Linked DNA regions of Mus musculus: regions 1 and 3 are each linked to region 2. The links are chromatin contacts, called in public HiCAR-type and promoter capture Hi-C maps. All regions are on one chromosome and are shown on one strand. The core of a region is the stretch at or near the end of the contact, and the rest is flanking DNA. Distances in the headings are between cores, read along the strand shown.

Region 1 (4,022 bases), core at 764-3,263, 2.3 Mb before region 2:
GGAGATTGAAGTCATGAGCATTTACCCCAGAGCTGTCCTTGCTGCCCCTCATTTTGGTTTATAAAATCAGAGTCTATAGAGTCCAAGCTTGTCTCAGACTCACTGTATAGTTGGAAATAATCTTGAACCCTTGACTGTTATGCCTCCACTCCCACTTAGAAATACAAGCAAGGACACCACAAATAGACCAAATAGCCAGTTATCATCTTATGTTTTTCTTCTATATGAATTCACCATGGTGTCTCTTGCTGCATCCGTATCCTCTCATGAAGGCACCGTACAGACTGTATTGCCTAGCTCAGAACCTCACTTTAACTGGATCACTTCTTTAAGGTCTCCAAATATAGTCACATTCTGAAGAGCTAAAAGTTAGGGCCTCAATGTATAAAATATGATAGGAGACAATTCAGCTTATAAAAAATGACTTATAATTAGTGACAATCCTTGAGAGAATTGGTCTATGGTTCAGGTTGAAGACCTAAGGAAACACTATAGCAGTCCAGCTTTGGTTGTTGGATGAGAGAAAGTGACTTCCCACATCAGCTTAAGTAAGATTGGCATGTAAACTGGGAGATTGTATTGCACCCCTACATTTTTCCTTGTTTTGATAATCATACTACACTTATGTAAGATGCCACACTTGGGGAGGACCAAGCAAAGAGCATATGGTAGCTGAACACTGTGGCCCAAGCCTGTAACTTTAGCTCTTAGGAAGCAGCAGCAGAAGGAGGATTAGGAATTTGAGGCTAGCCTGGGCAATGTGAGCTCTGACTCAAACAAAACAAAACAAGTAAGATTATATGGGAATTATTTGTATATTTTTATTTTCTGTTTTTTGTTTTGTTTTGTTTGTTTGTTTTGAAATTGGGTCTTGTTTTATAGCCTAGAGTGGGCAATTTGCCTTAAACTCTGGGCAATTTGCCTCAGCACTCCTCCCTTCCAAGTGTAGGGATGAGAGGGTATGTCTCACATCTGGCTTCCTTTGTATAATTTTCCTACATTTTCCCTGAGTCTGAAAATATTTCAAAATTCAAGCACCGAGTTGGTGAAGGGGTTTAGTAGCCTGACATCCTCAATTCAGTCCCCAGGACTTTACATAGTGGAAAGAGAGAAATAAAAATTGTCCTCTGATCTCCACACCCCCAACACACAGAGAGAGAGGGGGGGGGGAGAGGGAGAGAGGGAGAGATTGAGAGAATGTAAGTAATTGAAATAGGCAGGAGAGATGACTCAGTGGTTGAGAGTACTAGTTGCTCTTCCAGAGGACCCAGGTTTAATTCCCAGCACTCACATGGCAGCTAATGATGGTATGTAACTTTGTGGGCACTTAGTATGGTAAGTGATATACAGACAAAACACCTATACACATAAAGTAAAATTTAATGAATATTTAAAAATAAATAGAAAATATCTTTTTAAAGGTACTAGATTTTTTAAAAAAATAAAAACTACAGTGAACAAACAAGACAGAGGGGAGTGTTGGAAGAGAGGCTGGCTATCACAGAAGGAGGGTAAGGCAGAAAAAGACATGGAGAAAATGAGTTGCACAAGGTCAGAGCTTCTGCCTGCTCCCCAAATGCTCACCCTTGCCCCTGGAACTGACACCATGGGTCTCCAAGCCTGTTTTGGGATGTCAGGGGTCACGAAGACACAAGCTGGAGGGCAGAATAGGCACATCCAGCAGTAATTCATTCTTCTGACATCGGCCTATAGTGACCCAGTAAGATGATGTATTGTGTGCTAAAAGAATGATTCTCTGTATGCCAGCATCTCCAGTACATTGACACTTTGGAGCTAGCTTGCTTTCTTACTTTTTATTGCGGTAGTGGGGAACCGATGCCATGCTAGGCAGTCTGTTTTCTGAATGTCTCTCCTGGAAATTTCATGGAAATTGTCACATCCCGGTGGACGCCGTACATCACCACAGAAGCTCCGCCCTCTCGGTGGCCAGCTGTCACTGGATTGGACCAGCGGGTTGGGTGTGCAGAGGGAGGTCCAATCGCTCTGGCGCTTGAAATGCATGCAGTCAGGTGTGCAGGCCCTGAGGGCACCCGGGGCAGGTATGGCGAGCTGGTGGCGCGCGTTTCCACAGGCAGCACGGCGCTATCCGTGGCCCACTAACGTGCTGCTCTACGCCGGGCTCTTCTCGGCGGGTGATGCCCTGCAGCAGCGACTGCGGGGAGGCCCAGCCGACTGGCGCCAGACGCGTCGCGTGGCCACTCTGGCCGTGACCTTCCACGGAAACTTCAACTACGTGTGGCTGCGCCTACTGGAGCGCGCCCTGCCAGGCCGCGCGCCGCGCACGGTCCTGGCCAAGGTGCTATGCGATCAGACTGTCGGAGGGCCGATAGCCCTCTCTGCCTTCTACGTCGGTGAGGGGCCAGGGCCGGGCACTGGAGGCCAGGCAGGAGGCTCGGGAGTGGGGGTGGGTGCGGGGAACGGGGAGACCGGAGATCTAAAGCCACTGGGGCTAAGGCAGGAGGTGACAACTCTGCGGCCCGGGAATTAAGGCTGAAAGGAAGTTCTGAAGCAGCGATCGGAGGTCTGGACATTGGAGGACTTGAGGTTTCCAGAAGGAAGAATTTGGGGGCCGCTGGCCGGGGAACTGGAGATGCCAAGTGCCAGGGATTCAGAGGGTTGGTGTCCGAGCTGAGAGGCTGAGGTTGACAGAGTTCAGGAGGGAGAGGTCACTTTTCCTCCAGAAAGAAGCATCTTCAAGAGACCCTAGCTTAGCCCCATAGCAGCTCCATCCCTAGACTCCACCTGTTCTAGAAAAAGCCACACCTGAGGCTCTGCGGCCAGCACATTAACTCAAAAGTGATGGGATCGGTGGTGACTCTGGGGGCAGAGTGGGTGAAATATGCGATTACAGAAGTCATTTCCAGGGTCTTAGTCTTGCTTGAGCAACAAGATTTCCCTGGGGTGGGGTCACACAGAGAATGGGAGGGGGTGGTGTACCTATGAGGAAGCTGTTTTCAAGCCGGGCTGGATGAGCTGGCTTTGGGAATCTTTTCTGCCTGGTTTACTGAGAACAACAAAGGGTCTCTTGGTTTTTGTCTCCTTAGCAATTTCTGTATCCTAAAAGGCAGTGGCAGCTGGGGAGGGCCACTCCGTGTTTGGAGAGTCTTTTCCAGGGACTGTCATTGGGGATGGTAGATCACCAGCAACTGAGCCTAAAGCCTCCCTCCGGCCTCAAGCTGTGCCAACTGAACTATATTTGCAGTCTTTAGTTCGTTTTTAATTCTGAGACAGGGGCTCACTGAGTTGCTCAGGCTGGTCTTGAATTTGTGATTCTCCCACTTAAATCTCCCAAGTTGTTGGGGTGACATTCTTGACCCACCAGGCTCAGCTTGTTAATGTCTTCTAAAACCGAATAAAGGTAGGCGAACCATCTAGAAGAAACTTACCCTCCTCTGGGAGGTATTATAGGGAGTTTGTATTAACTTCCTTTCCTTCTATAACCCACAGGAAACATCAAAGACCTGGTGGCCTGTTATAGTCTCAGCTAATGCCATGGCTAAGGTCAGTGAAGTTAGAATAGACAACCAGAGAGCAAGAGGCTTTTTCTGATTTGCCCAAGCTCTGTGCCTTGTTCTCTCGAGCGATCTCTCAGCCAGCTTTGCAAACACATCCCAGTGCTTACTGTAGCTTGGTGCAGTGATGAGGGGGTTAGGAGCCAGGACTTAAGACTTGATGGGCTAGATTCCGATTTAATCTTTGAGCTACCATTTGTTGGATACTCTCACAATTCCCATGTCAGATAATGAGAACACAGGCATGGAGGGCTTGGAAGTTCACCAGAAGACAGCATGATCCAGACTTTTAGCCATGTTCTTCATCTTGGTATAGATAGTGATTGTGTGTATGATTACTCTGAGATTAGATAACAGTGCTGTCCCAGGGAGTGGGGGATGCCTAGCATGAAGGCCTGAGGCCTTCTCATCTATCACCTGTCTAGATTGTTGCTGTGTCTTACTGTCAGATTTCTGGTTCAGTCTCCTCTGCTTCTTGAAGGGGAACAT
Region 2 (4,211 bases), core at 1,681-4,180:
ACTGATTCTTTGTGAGTATTCAAATTTAAAAGCATTACATTGATTTATTTTAATTTTACCTCTACTGATGCTTAAAGAGCTAATGAGTTGCACTGATGTTTATGTGACTTTATATAGCAAGTTACTACATGAAACATAAACAATGTGAAAACATAAACAAATATACTAACAGGTGTTGTTTTGTTTTTTTTTTTTTTTGGTACTCAGTATATGCCCTGTAAAATACTGCATGTTCTTGTGCTTGCTCCATTCATTTGATGTAAACCTACCTACTTGGTCCTGGAGAACAGCAATGGACAGAAAGTACCTGTTTTGGAACTTATATTCCAGTAAGGAAGTCATTAACAAGTAAAACATGAGGTACTTCTGCCCTAGTTACTACTCAATTACTGTGAGAAAAGACCACAAGCTAGGCAACTGTTAAAAAGAAAGCATTCAACTGGGGGTTTGCTTACAGTTTCAGAGAGCCAGTTCATAATCACCAAGGCAGGTGTGGTAAGGTAGAACCAGGTAAGAGCTCACCTCTGACCCACAAGCTGCAGGCAGAGAAGAGGGTGGGAGAGGAGGAGATAGTGGGGAGGAAGAGGAGAGAGAGAGGGGTGGGAGAAAAGGAGGGGGGAGAGAAACTGGGTCAGGTGTGGGCTTTTGAAATCTCAAAGCCTATCTCCCAGTGACACACCTCCTTCGACAAGGCTCTATCTCCTATTCCTTCCACTTAACTATAGACCAAACACCAGATATATGAGTCTGTGAGGGCCTTTTTGTTTTAAATCACCAGAACAAGTGATTAAAATAAAATCTGTGGAAAAAATGTGCAGAGAAACAGTGAATATGTATGTGTGTGTGTGTGTGTGTGTGTGTATGTGTGTGTGTGTGCGCGCACGCATGTGTGCTCATACATGAGTGATTGTGAAAGAATACCATTTAAGTAAGATGGGGATCTATGATAAAGACGTGAAGAAAGTCAGAGACTCAAGAATGGACTTCTAAGGGCTGTTGAACACTTATGTACAATTCTTTGTTTAGTGATCATGGCAACACTATGTGTAGGTACATTTATTATTCCCATTTACAGACAGGATGTTGACATGTAAAAATATGCAGAGCACTGCTTATGACCCACCACTTGGTGTTCCCAAGGCCTGCTGTTCTCATAGCTTCTACTTCCAGAGCATTCCTCATGACCTTTGACCATGTGGCCTGTAGAGAAAGGATGACTAGTCCCTATTTCCTTTTCACTTCCTTGATCCTCAGGTAAAACAGGACGCTACATAGCTCTACATTAATTGTATGGTTAGGAACCTGGGGAGGATAGAGGCTATGTTATTTAGCCATACCAAAGGATAAGCTAAATTAGATGTATATCCTCCTTCACTTGTAAGCTAATTTCTAATTGCCATTCTTTTATCAAACCATCCAACTACCAACTACAAGATATCCTCATTTATTGGAGCCTGCATAATAAGATAATCAATTACAACAGAACTTTTAAAAAGTGATTTGACAAGAAACAGGAAAGTGAAGTTACACTTCCTAAGATAAATAAGAGAAATTTCCTGTTTGTCTCTTGCTGAAGAAAGCAGAATGGGACCTTACCAATCATAGTTCTCCAGGTACAGAAGCCAGAGTGAGTCCTGGCCCTGCAGAAGCAGGCGCTGCAGTTATCTTTTAAAGCAACAGACCTGGGACTTTCAGAAGGAGCTAGGAGATAGATGAAGGGAAACAGGTTGCTTACAAGGGGCTGGTGACAGGATTTGTTGCTGTAATTTAACCGTCATAACATTCTTGTTTTCGGTAAGCTCTCAGCATCACATCTGTACATTATTTACACCTGACTTGGCAAGCCAAGCTTTTGGGCACAATTTACCTAAAGACTGGCCCAGTTGCTTTTGCTGACCTCATAGCTCCCACCTCCAGAGCTTTCCTTATGACCTTTGACTATGTGGCCTGTGGAGAAAGAGTGACTCGTCCCTGATTTCCTCGATGCTCGAAGGCAAAACAGGAAGCCACATTAACTGTTTAGTTAGGAACCGGGGAAGAAGAGAAGTTGTGTTCCCTAGCTGTTCCAACAAAGGTACAAACCCTAGCAACCAAAGGAAAAGACCCCACTTGATAACAAACATAGATGTTTTTCTTTTCTTCTCCCAAGTCTAAATACCAGTATGTGGAGAGTAGCATCGGTTGTCAACTTTAAGTTCAAGGACCCTTCTGTTGAGCTTAGCTCTTGTTCTTAGCCCAATTGCATGTGAAGCATAGTTAATAGCATGATAAACTCAAGTTCGGGAGATTTAAGTGAGAAACCTCGTTCATGAGTTCCCCTGCAAAGAGCTTGTCATAAAGAGGGCTTAGTCAACGTTAGAAGAGCTATTAAAACTGAGTATTAAAAGTCATCTTTTCTCTGGGCCTCTTATTGGAGTTTCTCTGTGTGGGCATGTTCCTTAAGAAGGAAGTGGGTGGACAAGAGCGCACTGGGTACAATTTGTGTATTTGCAAGAGCAAGCAGAGGCTTTCACTGAGGGAGAACATATGTTTCTGGGGCTCCATCTGTACAAAAAGCTCGGCGTCCTGAAGTACTACGGATAAAAAAAAAAACCTTTAAAATACGTCTATTTCATACATGTTTCATTATCTGTGAACGTTTGGAACAGTGTAACTGACCCTAACTAACTAGATGTGCTACTCACAGCAGAAGTTCCCAGCTGCACCTGTCCTAAGGGCAGCTCCTCCCACAATCCTTCGCGAGCCGAGAATACGTGGGGGCCTCAGAGGACGTGCTCGCCCCGGGCGGAGTGCGCCTGCTTTGCAGGAGCCACGCCCCTGTCCCCTAAGGGCCTGGGTCCTACGGGGCGGGGCGGGGCGGGGCGGGGCGGGGCGGGGCGGGGTTTGCTGCCGGTCCCCACGCCTCTGCGGCTTTGCGGGCAGGTCCTGGCAGTCCCTCCTGGTCACTCCGCCGACGCGATGGCCGTCCCCGGCTCACTGGCCGAGTGTGGCTACATCCGGACTGTGCTGGGCCAGCAGATCCTGGGTCACCTGGACAGCTCCAGCCTGGCCTTGCCCTCCGAGGCCAGACTGAGGCTGGCCGGCAGCAGCGGCCGCGGCGACCCGGCGGCCCGGAGCCAGCGGATCCAGGAGCAGGTGCAGCAGACCCTGGCCCGCCGGGGCCGGAGCTCTGCGGTCAGCGGTGAGTCGAACCCCACCCGCCGTGCTAGTCGTAGGTCTCCCCGGTGCGAACCGGTGTCCGCCCGCCCACCTGTTGCTCACCTTACCTTTTCCGGCTCGTGGTTGGTCGCTTTGGACACGCTTCCTCCCTAACCTTTGGTTCTGGTCTACCTTATTCGTTTGTTAATTACACAATTGTCTGTATTAAAGAATTCGATCGGTTTCACCCTTCGCCGCTCGCTCCGGGTTCTCTCCCTGAGATTCTAAAAAACACTTTGAAATTTTATGCAGACTTTGGTATGCAAGATTGATCTTCTGGAATAAGGCGCTTTGGGCTTTTATTGAGATGTTTTAGAGTTTACGACTCTCTATAAATATTTTTAGAAAGAAACCTTCAAAGCCCTGCGGTTCCTCCATCCTCTAAATTGAGGTTACCTCGTCCAAGTGCTCCACTCCGTATCTGCGACTAAACAAATTGAGCAAGTCGGCTTTGGGTCTGGGAGCAACCTGAACACCCTGCGGAGGATAAGGAGGAAGGAGACTTTGGCCAGGCTGAAGGTAGCCCCGCCTGCCCACCTCACACCCACACACCAGAACCAACAGATGCGTGGGTGCAGAACCGCCCTCATTAAAAAAAAAAAAATCAACCCCCCACCACACAGACTAGTTGACAGAAGTGTGGTTGATCAGAAAGATCAGAAGCTCTGGTAAATGTGATTACCATTAAGAATAATAATGCTTCCGTGCCAGCATGTGGATTTCAAATAGCAGAGTCTGGGAGGCTGTCCGCTTTTCAGTTTGTCTAAAGGTTAGGGCAGTTGATGTTTGCATACTTGAAAAGTAAAGAGGTGTTTAATGATTGCAAGCTCATGTAAGTGAGTGCCTGTAACGTCCCTAATTAGGCTATGTGGTTCGCACTTTATATTATCTTCTTAAAATGAACTGTGTATTTTTTTCCTTTCTCTTTCCATATGTGTAGATATAGATACGATTTTTAAGATGCAGCCTCAAACTTCCCGTCTCCGTCTCCCATGTGCTGAGATTACAGACAT
Region 3 (3,990 bases), core at 6-2,505, 2.1 Mb before region 2:
TGTGCCTAATAGTATTTAATAATTAATGAACAATTAATGGCTTAACGTTAAGAAATTATTATTAGCTGGGCCTGTGATCCCACTGAAAAATAAGGCTAAGGGAATACTCAGAAATTTGAGGCCAGCCCAAGTTACATAGGAAAAGTGTTTCAAAAAAGGAAAAAACAAGGGGCTGGAGAGATTGCTCAACAGTTAAGAACACTGATCTCCTAGAGGTCAATTCCTAGCAACCATATGATGACTTTTTTTTTTTTTTAAAGATTTATTTATTTATTATATGTAAGTACACTGTAGCTGTCCTCAGATATCCCAGAAGAAGGCATCAGATTTCGTTATGGATGGTTGTGAGCCACCATGTGGCTACTGGGACTTGAACTCGGGACCAGTCGGGTGCTCTTAACCCCTGAGCCATCTCGCCAGCCCTGTTTGTTTGTTTTTCAAGACAGGGTTTCTCTGTGTAGCTCTGACTGTCCTGGAACTCACGCTGTAGACCAGGCTGGTCTCAAACTCAGAAATCCGTCTGCCTCTGCCTCCCGAGTGCTAGGATTAAAGGTGTGCTCCACCACTGCCCGGCTTATTTACAAAGCACTGCACAAAGTCTTGTAAACTTATTTATTTAGCTCGGGGGGGGGGGGGGGGGACGACGACGACGACCATTTTATCCACGAGTAATTAAATACCTTGTTTCAAATACACATAGCTAGTAAGCGGCGGAGTTAGGATTCAAAGTCAAGTTCTTTCACATTAAACTATTCTGTCTCAGAAGAAGCCACAACAGTTAAAGATTCTATTTGGGGTGTAAAGTTGTGGAATAACAAGGGTCCTGTGGGCTGGGCGGAAGTTTGTCGTTCTCTATGCCTGTTTTTGTCTTTGTGCATTCTGGGCTAGTATAGCATTTTTGGAATCGGGTAGGGCACTTACAAGTGTAACCCAATATCAGCTATTCCTAATGCCCGGGTTTCTCCGACCAATTGCTCCTTTGTCTATTCTTGGGCAAGAGCAAGAGCAGATAAATGCAACCAGTGTGAAGGAGAGGCGTGCGGATGTTCCAGAGTGCGTGGCACGGCGAGTACCGAGCCGCCAGCAGGCCCTCTCCACGCCCGCCTTCCGGGCCAGTGGCCTGCGCCTCCTGCGGCCCCTCCCGCCCCCACCGAGGCTTGGCCCAGCCGCGCCCGGGCCTAGAGAGAAAAAGTTTCCAAACCTCGCTTCTTTGCGCTGATTGGCCGAGTCAGACGCGTCCCGAGAGCGGCAGCCAATGGGAGGCGCGCACCGCGCAGTACCGGCGAGGCTGGAGGGCAAGAAAGGCCTGCCGGCCCGCGCCTCGCTGGAATCGTCGCCGCCCGGGCTGGGTAAGTGGAGCCAGGCTGCGGGCGGGTCTCCGCCACGCCCGCAGCATCCATCCGACGTGTCCCCCACACCTGCCCTCCTCAGCTTTCCACCTTCCATCCGTGAGCTCCGCCGCTCGCCCTGGCCAACTCCGTTCCTCTTCTGCTGGCTGCTTTTCTATCCTCGAACGTCCTCAAGACCCATGCCCACGCCGCCCCAAGGCCCCCGAGTTCTTAGTCTGCCCCTTCACCCCACAGTTTCCGGGTCCCCAACTGCTGCCGCACGGATACCAACCTATATCCAACCTTCCCCTCGATGCCTATAGGTCTCGGCCGCTGGACGTTTCAAATTTCCCTAGACAGCACTTTGGATCGGATAAACTTTATCCGACAAAGGGTGAGAGTGCTTACCCCACACCTTGGATGTTGGCCCAGCTCACCTCTACCTCTTTGAGGTCCTGGGCAACCCGGAGTCACCTTGACTCCGGAGCGACTTCATATTTCCTAAATCATCTCGACTTTTTGCCAGGTTGTGCATCCTTCTGCGCTTTAGCCGGATCCTCGCTCAACTTCTCTAGCTGGGTGGAGGTTTGTAATTGGCTCTGCCACCTGTTTCTGTGTATTGTGTGTTAGGATAACATTTTAGGACTCAGAAGGGGTGCTTTTGAAGTATAGTCTGATAGAAACTACTCCAGAGCCTGAGGGTATCTGACCACGCACTTCTCTTCCCCAGCACACTGGTATTCAGCCCGTTTTGAGGTTTAAGTAATTCCCCTTTCAGAATTCCATATGGAGTTCAGTAAGAGGAACTTACAGAACTATGACCAACCCTCCAACCCCTCTGAAGTCGCATGTCTTTGTACTTAAGCAGCAAGAAGACAAGCTAGGCTTAGTGACTGACTCTTGATGTGTTTGACCTGGAACTTGCTCTATAGACCAGGCTGGCCTCGAACTCAAGTTGATTCTCTTGCCTTTGCCTCCCAAGTGCTGGGATTAGAGGTGTCCACCATCACCTGGCTCCCATTCACGTCTTGTTTATTTGAGAGAGATATAAACTTGGGCTGGAGAAGGGTATTGGTTCATTCGATATTGGCATCGAGTATTGGTGATCAGCTTGGCTAGCTTTCTTCACTCAGACATCACTTTATTTCTTTCCTAGAAATTTGAAATTAGAGGTGTGTGACTTGTGTGTGTTCTCAGACAGTTTTGTAGACTTAATTTTGGGGGACTCCTCCCAACAAAACCAATCCTAAGGACTGAAAGTTCTTATTTCAAAGTGTGAGGACCTAAGTGATGTCCCCAGCACCAAAAAGCTGGTGTGATGGTGCACACCTGTGATTTGCAGTACCCAGCTTGGGGGACAGGGGGGCCCTGAGGCTTGCTGCCCAGTGCAGGAGAATGTGAGCCCTGGGTTCAATGAGAGACCTTACCTCAAAAATAAATAAATAAATAAATAAATAAATAAAATTAAAAAGGTGGAGAGTGATAGAGGAAGACACCTGATGTCACTTCTGACCCTGCATGCACACAAACACCTGCACACACACACACACACACACACACACAAACCCCACTTCTGGCTCCTCATGCACAGGAATACTTTGCACATACACAGAAACCCCGTGCTGAAATGAATTCTTAGACGTGTAAAACCACCTTACGGGAAACAGGTACTTTTTAAAATTTGCTTTTTGAATTTTGTGTGGTGTGTGTACTTGTTAGCATAGAGGTACTGTGTGGAGTACCAGAAGTCTATAAGAGGACTCTTTCTTCTGTTGTTTTCCATCTTAACTCTTGTATTGATTTATTTTAAGTTTTTGAAACTCCTTAGTTGGGCTAGGTTGGCTGGCCGCTGAACTTTAGGGATCTTGCCTATCTCTGTCTCCCCACACCTAGCACTGGGATTGTAGAACACCAGTGTGCAGCTTTTTACATGGGTGTTTTGTATTTGAACTCAGGCTCTCGTGTTTGTATGAGAGCCTTTTACTAGTTGAGCCATCTCCCCTGCCCTACCAAACATATTTGTGTGGTCCCTGAATTGGTCCACAGAGGCGTAAGATAGCAAGCACCAAGGCATTGAAAAGCAAGTTACCAACACATGAGTAATATAAATGCACACCATATTCTCTTGGTTTTTGATAGGACTTGGAATTAAACCCATGTGCCTTAGCCGAGGTCTCCCCTGCCTGAGCTGGTTACCTAGTGCTTTGTTTCAATTTTATTTTTGAGATAAGAGTCTTGGTCTTTCTAAGTTGTCCAGATTGGACTCACATTTAGAAATCCTCTGCTTCACATGTCATAGTAGCTGGGATTGTAGGCGTGGACCACCACTCTGTTTTTAAGATAGCAGGCACAAAGCTATGTGAACTGCAACCTGGTATTAACACCTATTATAATGGTGTTTTTAAAAGACTGTGGTCCAAACTGACTTCCTGCCAATCTATGTGCAACTTTGCAGTTCTTGAATTGACTTCAAAAAAGACATAGTGCATTCGGGTCTAGTTGCTTCCACCACTGCTTCATGGTTGTTAGAGATGATCAAGGCTGCAGTAGCTGCTGCCTCTGGCTGTTCCTGCTCCTCTTCCTCCCCCCTTTCCCTTCCTCTTTCTCTTTTTTCCCCCTTCTCTATTCCCTTCCTCCTCATTTTTTTCTCACTATCATCTCA

What was found. Promoter capture Hi-C pulls out the DNA fragments that hold promoters and counts their contacts. HiCAR-type assays count read pairs that join an accessible place to other places.
Region 1: a promoter capture Hi-C map of liver shows a contact between it and region 2, with 2.6 times the contacts expected there. The contact joins the promoter of Mpv17l here to the promoter of Pkp2 in region 2. A contact is called at or near these places in 2 of 39 promoter capture datasets (hippocampal neurons and liver).
Region 3: a HiCAR-type map of astrocytes shows a contact between it and region 2, with 4 times the contacts expected there. The contact joins the promoter of Nde1 here to the promoter of Pkp2 in region 2. A contact is called at or near these places in 1 of 39 promoter capture datasets (embryonic stem cells) and 1 of 115 datasets of contacts at active chromatin or transcription factors (astrocytes).

What each region holds. Positions count from the first base shown.
Region 1 is chr16:13,938,652-13,942,673 of GRCm38.p6, forward strand. Mpv17l (Mpv17 transgene, kidney disease mutant-like) reads left to right here and starts at 2,014. Exons shown (of 4, transcript NM_033564.3): 1 at 2,014-2,372. The coding sequence starts at 2,063.
Region 2 is chr16:16,210,415-16,214,625 of GRCm38.p6, forward strand. Pkp2 (plakophilin 2) reads left to right here and starts at 2,931. Exons shown (of 13, transcript NM_026163.2): 1 at 2,931-3,181. The coding sequence starts at 2,959.
Region 3 is chr16:14,162,020-14,166,009 of GRCm38.p6, forward strand. It overlaps Nde1 (nudE neurodevelopment protein 1), which reads left to right and starts at 1,256. Exons shown (of 9, transcript NM_023317.2): 1 at 1,256-1,349.